2 separate regions of the Mus musculus genome follow, and region 1 is linked to region 2. A link is a contact called in public HiChIP or PLAC-seq data. All regions are on one chromosome and are shown on one strand. The core of a region is the stretch at or near the end of the contact, and the rest is flanking DNA. Distances in the headings are between cores, read along the strand shown. Region 1 has its middle 21 kb from the start of 2810405F15Rik. Region 2 has its middle 40 kb from the start of Gm39910.

Region 1 (3,710 bases), core at 782-3,281, 650 kb after region 2:
TGAACATTTTTAGACAAAGGACATTCATATAAATGGGAATAAACTATAACAGCAAAATATTTCCTTGTGATCAGAAACAAAAACAAAAAAAACAAAAAAAACAAAAAACAAAGCTAGGGGCTGGAGGGATTTTTAGTAATTCTAATCACATGCTGTAAGTACCAAGGGCTTGAGTTTAGTTCTCTGCATCTACACCAGACTCACAATCACCTATAACTTGAGTCATCTACAAGGACCCGATGCCCTCCTCTGTCCTGTCAGCATTTGCACACACACACACACACACACACTTAAAAATAAAATATATCTTAAAATCATTATAGAAAAGATTAGCAACTTTTGGAATGATTCAATTTTACCTAGGGAATATTTCTAACTGAGAAACAATGAGAAGAAAAAATGTAAAAGGTTAATGAGTAGTTGGTTACTCCAGAAGAGAGGAGTTGTGAATCTCCACAAGGAAACCCTGCAGAGGAAATCAAAAGGCGACCTCTCCACAGGTTAAATGTGAGGCTAGAAATTGAGCATGAGAGCTGTGGAGACTACTCAGTGGGGGAAGCACTTGCTTCGGAAGCTTGAAGACCTAAGTTCAGACCCCTAGAGACCAGATAAAGCCTGACACAGCATCACGTTTGTAATCCCAGGGTTGAGGAGAGGAAGGGCAGCTCTTTGGCCAGCTAGCCTCACTTGTGCAGTGGTGAGACAGCTACAGACCCTTTCTCAAACAAGCTGCAAGGTGAAGACTGACACCTAAACTTGTCTTCTGACACACACACACACACACACACACACACACACACACACACACACACACACACTTGCATGCATTGTAAACCTATTGCTTTTCTATTTTAGCTACTGGCATACAAGAGATATCTATATCTATATCTATACATATATATATACATATAATATACATATACATATACATACTTTTGCAACACAGGACATTTACTTGCTTGGATTTTCTTAGAAATCATGACTGAGTCCAGAAATCAGTTATGAAAGAGATTTTCTTAACTCCAAATTTTTTTTTTTTGTTCATACAACACTTCCCGTTTGTCCTCAAACAGGTTTTGCAAGAAAGAAGCTGCTTGTTTCTTAGGCAGGTGGCTCCCTGTGCTGCAGTTGGAGAGCGTCAATCATCACTGACAACCTGCAATACCCAGGCCTGGGTGTCTCCTCCAGCTATCACTGTCTGAGACTTTTAAAAGGGATGCGTAGTCCTCTTAGGTCTCGTTTCGTGCATTCCACACGTAAGTGGAAAAGTTTATCCGCACTGACATGAAGAGCCTCATTCAGCTGGAACTTTTTGTTTTTCTACAACAAATAATCCTTTCTTTCTATTTTGCAATGCTTGGGCTCATCTACAAATTCTTGGACTCTTTCTTAGACATGCATAGTCCAGCAAAACTGCCCCCTCACCCCCCCTCCCAAATTAACATCAATCAGCAAGTGTATGCTATTTTTAATATCAAAGACAGGTTGTTGGAATGAATGGACTTTCCTAGTGGCGACATAGAGACGGTGGGCTGGGACCAAGAAGAGTCAATCATTAATTACTCCCTTTGTTTTTCAATAGACTTGCTATGCTTTAAAAATTGAATTATTTCAATAAAACAATATACAAATAAATACAAAACAAAAGGGCACGTGTAGGGACATATTGAAAGGAAGCATGCATACCAAAATGATAAGTGCAAATTGGATTTGAATATTCATGAGTCACAAATCATTGACAGTTTGAAATAATGCAAAACAGCTTTATAAATGAGGTTAAGGCAAAGGACATCAAAGAAATGCATCTTTAAATCAATAGAAATTTGATTGTGTATGTACTTGTAAATTGTGGCTACAATGTTTGTGACACAGGAGAAAAAATACTGTGTATCTCTGATGAAGGGGGAGGACACATAAATATTCCCTCTATATATTATATTTTTGCAATTCATCATGTGCCTGGAGCCAAGCCAGGTAGAAAGTGGTTGGACATTGTACTTCCTGCTCAAGTGTTTCCTTGTGCAGAAATCGAGTTTCAGACCTCTGCCTGGAGAGTCTTCACTTGCCCTGCTAAAAAAAAACCTAACCACACAACCATTTGTACAGTCGAATCCTTAGGCAGAGGTAGCACACCTAGCTTTGGAGAATGACAGCTTTAAATCCTTCAGGAGAAAGAGCTCCTGCCACAGAGCACCTATCTTAGAGAATACATTACCTCTTAGAAGGGCAAGGAGGAAATGCAAGCGTTGAGAACAGTTTGTAAGAATCTCTTGACAACAAAGCAAGAGCATTGAATGCAAATGACAAAAGATATGTTGAAATAATTGGAGTTGCAAAATGTAGGCAACTCAGCCATTTGAATGGAAATGTGTTTTGTTTTGCCCAGCACTGATTACTCACTTGCAGGACCTTGATAGAGGATCTAGGGAACCCTTCCCCTGTGATTGGAGTGATATTTGAAACAGTAGGACTTAGAAAGCAAAGCGATATTTAGGGACTGTGTTAAAGCAGGGACACTTGTCAGTTAAGGAATTTCTCTTCGAAGCTTGGCTTGGATCACCTGTAGGTTGTGAAGCATTTCTCTAAGGTAACTCCTCAGCAAATCTCTTTTTCATGCTGTCTCTCTTCCTTGGAAGATGATGAAGGTAGGTGACACACACGAGAATCACAGTGTACATTTTATTAATTTGGAAATCGCTGCTGAATGGGGTCAGCTTAGAAAATTCACCTCTAGACCTTTGTTAGGCCATCCTTTAAGGCAGCAGGTTAAATTCAGGGAGTACAATCCAGCTGAGGCAGGACTCGTGAGAAAGAGACTCTGCATCATCTCCAGTTTGCTGCCTGGAGACTTTGACTTGTATGTTAACCATAATCGAGGACAGCCATGAATTCTGAAAGCAATAAAAATAATCATCTCTGGAGAGATGATTCAGTGGGTAATAGTGCTGGTATGGAACCATGAGGACTTGAATTCAAATCTCTAGCACTATGAGAAAAGTTAGGCATCTCTGTGTAGCCTGTAATGATTGTATCCATTGTAACCACGACCTATAACCTCAGCACTGGGAGAGAGGTAGGTGGAACTCAAATCCCAGGAAGTTCTCTGCCTAGCTAGCCTAGCCAAAATTTCCACTTTCTGGTTCATTGAGAAACCCTTAAAGGAAGAAGGCAGAGAGTGACAGAGAAAGACACTTAATGCCTTTCTTTGGAATATCTTCCTCTGGCCTCCATATGATTGCCTGTTGACTCAGTTGCCTGTACCATATACATACACAACATGCATATAAGTACACCTGTCAAAATAGATATTAAATAAAAGGTTAAAAATTAATGAATTAGCTTCCAAAAGGTCACTATGTAGCCAAGGATGGCCTTGCACAATTGCTTTTCTTGTCTTCCTATCAAGTGCTAGGATGATAGGTCGGCCCCACAAAGCCGGTTCACGAAGTGCTGGAGACTGAACTTCGGACTTCCCACATACTGAGCAAGCACTATTCAGAACCACGTCCCCAACCCCTTTAATATCTTTATTAAAGTCTGCAATTATGGTGTTCTAGCACCAACTCGGATATATTTATATTGTCTCTGTGAGCCATCACATGTCATTTTTGTTATATGACAAGAAATATCTTGTCTTTCCAAATGTATTAACTCATTAGCTGTGGAAAAGAAAATGCCTTTGATACCTCCTTCATAATGTGTTTTGTCCT
Region 2 (4,315 bases), core at 994-3,493:
AATTACTCTCAACCATGGAGTCATTTGTCCAGCTCCTAAGTGGTAATATTCTTAATACATAATCCTCAATTCCTTGGGACCCAAATATTCGGGGTGCTGAGGCAGATCAGTGATTAGAGGCATGCTGGGAACACATTCATCTCTTTCTTAACCTCTTTTGTCCTTCATTCTCACCTGACACTTTTTCTCTCTTCAAGAACCCTTCTTGTACCTTCATGCATGGATGATATATTCTATATCAGAGGGAAAACAAATTTCATTTACTTTTTTCTGGTGGGCTTATTTCACTTAACATGATGCTCTCCAGTTCCATACATTTTCTGCCAGTGATTTTGTTAATCATATTGCTGAGTAATGCTCCTTTGTGTACACACTACACTTCCTTTTATATTCATCCACTGATAAGCATTCAGGCTGATGCTGTGACCTATGTATTGTTAGTAGTGGTAAGATAAACAAGAATATACAGTAACTCTATTGTAAGCTGGCTTTTACTCCTTCAAGTATATACCCCAAAGTGTTCAACTGGATTTTATAATACTTCTATTTTTAGGATTTAGTTTATTTATTACTTTCCTAGGAAACTTTATACTAACTTCAATAGTCTATGTATTAATTAACATTCCCACTAACAGCCAACAGGGGTCCTTCATCCCCACATCTTCAATACCATTTGTTACTTTTGTCCTTTTGTTGATGTTTTGTATGAATGCAATGGAATCTCAAGGTAGTTTCTTTAAGATTTATGGCTTGTTCATATTTATTTTGGGTGTACAAGTGTTTTGTATGTGGGTATATATGTATAATAAATGCATGTCTTGTTCCAGAAGACATTAGAAGAGGCATAAGATATCCAGAACTACAGTTACAAATGGTTGTGATCTTCTGTGTGGATGCTGGAAACTGAATCCAGGTCATGTTCTAGAGAAGTCAGAGACCTTACTACTGAACCATTGCATCACACCCCTCAATGTAGTTCCATTTGCCTTTGTTGGATAACTAGAGCTGTTCTCTCTCTCTCTCTCTCTCTCTCTCTCTCTCTCTCTCTCTCTAATAGAAGAGTCTCAAATGTAGTCAGATAGTTGAACTGGACTGAATTGTCTCCCAGAAGAATCCACAGAAGCTGGGACAGTTGCTGAGTCGCATGCCCAGCAAACCATAAGAGACAATACACGGGAGGATGGAGGGGTGGATGATAACTCAACAATGTTGCTCCAGGCTGAGTCATTTTTCTGCCTCACGTATGATCAATCATTTTGTCTAAGCACACTATAGTTTCTTCTGGTCCAATAGGGCCAACTGCCTTGCCCACTCTTATCTTCTCTGAGTCATGATTGTATCTCTTTGTGCATTAATAATTGACCACTGTAATGCATTGATATTTCTTGATATTTACAAAGCCATCTCACTGAATCAAAGAGAGATGGAAAAATCACAAATATTTTCCCTTATCCTAGGTAGATACTAGAATCACCTATACTGATTTTCCAATGGCATAAACCTAGGCCCTACTACCAAGATCCTAAGAGATGTGTAGTCAAATAATAATTAGGGCATTCTACAGAAGATTCTACAAACTGAGAGAAAATAGAGACCAAATTCTGCAACTCGGGCTTCCATAAGATAAACAACTGCAACAAGGAAGCACGCCCTTCTATGCTGGTAGGTTTTCAGTCAGACCTACCTTCTTGTCATTCTTGAACATCAGTATGCCAGTCAACTTCTATGCCTTTAACTCATGCTAATCTCTGTGCTAACTTGTCCTTTCTCATTGTTTTCTATATACCTCAAAGTAATAATTACAAGAGAAATATTTGTTTACAGGTCACAGCAGACTTTCCTCGGCACTTCCCCACAGTTGCAATGTTGAGAAACAAATACGTTCCTTATTTCAACTTTCTGTCTAGGAATTGAAGTTCATCCATGCCGGGTAACATAACCAGTATATGAACTGCAGAGTGATGCTGATAAGGATCAACCAGGAGTAGGAAGCTGAGCAAGGTCTTTCAACATCAAAGTCCAAGACTGCTCTAATTTGCCTCGCCTTTTTTAATTAAGTGTACTCAGCACTCTGTAAAGTTGAGACTCAGACCTAATGACATGCCAAAACCTCTTCCAGAATGTTCTCAATCATTGCACCTAGTTTGTAATGGCAAATAACAACAGCAAGATAGTATACCAGGCTCTGTGCCCAGAGGGCTAAAGCTACCTGGCATGGTTTTCTTTGCCGAGAGGGGAGAGATCTAGTCTTAGTGGAGTCAAAGAACTTACAGAGCTTACGCAGCTAATAAGTGGCAGAACTGAGCTATTGATTAGAGAGTTCATGTACTTGACCTTTGGGCAATACTCCCATCCCTACCAGCCATCACAGTTTTTGCTTGTGTTAAGGTTAATTATTAACATGCATTTCTTTCTTCTTCATGAGAACTCTTTGGGTTTAAGAAAATTCTCAGAACACACATGCATAACCCAAACATCCATAATTCTTTAACCATTTCATAAGTATCTAGCACATCTATTCATGTGAGTCTGACAAGAATGGGATCAGAATCTTTAAGAACCAAATGCTCAGAAGAGGAATATTCAATTTAATCAATTTAATTCAATTCATCTTTCTTTCCATTATGTTTCATCAAATTTGTCTAAAATAAAATACTTTATGAATGCTTTTAGATGCCAAACCTCCTTCAGCTTGCTCTCTCAGGAATACCAATTGAGATATAGTATGGGCTTATATCTAGGAAAGTGTAAATTGTTGATAATTATTTACTGCTTTCTTGCCTTCTCTCTTGCTAACAAGACAGCCATGGCTACTAACTAGTACTATTCTTTCTAGAGAGTCTTCCCCTCAAATTGTTTGCTCTAACTTCACAATAATATGTGTTTTCTAGGGTGACATTGTCTCCTAACTACTGTAAGTCTGCCATAATTAGGGTAGATAATATGAACTATAAGTGCATTCAGGAATATTGAGGTGTTCCTGAGTAGTATCTGGCAAATGATATTCTTCTTCCTCTGAAATCTCTTGTTTCTAAAAGAAGTTACACCTGTTTCTGAATTCCTTGTTCACATTTTCCTCCTTGTTGAACTAGCTCATATTTGTCCTTACATGCTCATACTCTCTCTCTCTCTCTCTCTCTCTCTCTCTCTCTCTCTCTCTCTCTCTCTCTCTCTCTCTCTCTCTCCTCTCTCTCTCTCTCTCTCTCTCTCTCTCTCTCTCTCTCTCTCTCTCTCTCTCTCTCTCTCTCTCTCTCTCTCCCTCCCTCCCTCCCTCCCTCCCTCCTCATTTTCATTATTTTGACCATGATGATTTTCACTGTGCCCAAACCTTCGGTCTGACGTACAGGTGGTTCTCATTGCAGCCCATTTAAGAATATCAACAGTGGTTTTGCAACAGCAGCTCTGTTCACCCAAACAGCTTGTGACAGTCCATGCAAAGATTTTTATCTCTTTACATAAAACTCCATCAATGTTGCAGGCTCAGATGCAGAAATTTTAAGCCATGTGTTTTTGATACAGAAGACTTTTCCCCTTAGGCTTAGAATCAAAGAGAGACATCACATCATCCTCATTCCTTCAATGGCAAAAGGTTCATTCACACAACAGTCATTTGAGGGTGAGTCTCCATAAAGCCCAATTATCAACTCTGTCTAAAGTTAACAAGATTGCAATGGATGCTCACATAGAAGGAATAGTCAGTGGGTCGCTCTTGTCCAACAACATTCAATAATTTACATTTGCTGTTTTTCAGTAACTGCAACCTTTTATTTCTCCGTTTCTTTTATTCCACCCTGGCTTCTCCCCCTCCAACTCCTCTTGTGTCTTCCCAAACTCTCCTTTAAGTTTCATGAACTCTTTTTCTTTTATTTGCTTGCTTGCTTGCTTGCTTGCCCATTTGTTTGCTTATTTGTTTGTTTATTTGATTGGTTGGTTCAGGCAAACCCTCACTATTTAACCCTGCTTGACTGGGGGCGGTGTAGACAAGGTTGCTCTCAAACTCACAGAGATCCTCCTGCCTCTACCTTCTGAGTGTTCAGTTAAAATTGTGTGCCACTATGCCTGTCTATAATACCACTTTTGGAAACCATTTATTTATTCTGATTTTGTATTTTTTTATAATTTCATACATGAGTACTATATTTACATAATTTCCACCCTGGCTTCTTCCCCTCCAACTCCTCTTGTGTCTCCCCAAACTCTCCTTTAAATTTCATGCCCTCATTTTCTTTAATTACACAAATACACACATGCACTCACACATGCGCACATATACACAGACAACCTACATTGCTTTTAGTGTTGCTCTTCTATAGGT

What was found. HiChIP or PLAC-seq counts read pairs in DNA pulled down with a chosen protein or histone mark.
Region 1: a contact with region 2 is called in an H3K4me3 HiChIP or PLAC-seq map of intestinal villus epithelium, with 5 read pairs. The contact joins two enhancer-like sites. A contact is called at or near these places in 1 of 484 Hi-C or Micro-C datasets (nephron progenitors) and 2 of 115 datasets of contacts at active chromatin or transcription factors (embryonic basal ganglia and intestinal villus epithelium).

Annotation. Positions count from the first base shown.
Region 1 is chr2:116,094,895-116,098,604 of GRCm38.p6, forward strand. No RefSeq gene overlaps it. Among named protein-coding and RNA genes, the nearest start is that of 2810405F15Rik, 21 kb to the left of the region's middle. Within about 2 kb of position 2,032, at least 4 of the 459 cell types and tissues checked have an H3K27ac peak or open chromatin away from gene starts, as enhancers often do. A contact at or near this core is called in intestinal villus epithelium, where this site is marked.
Region 2 is chr2:115,447,993-115,452,307 of GRCm38.p6, forward strand. No RefSeq gene overlaps it. Among named protein-coding and RNA genes, the nearest start is that of Gm39910, 40 kb to the left of the region's middle. Within about 2 kb of position 2,244, at least 12 of the 459 cell types and tissues checked have an H3K27ac peak or open chromatin away from gene starts, as enhancers often do. A contact at or near this core is called in intestinal villus epithelium, where this site is marked.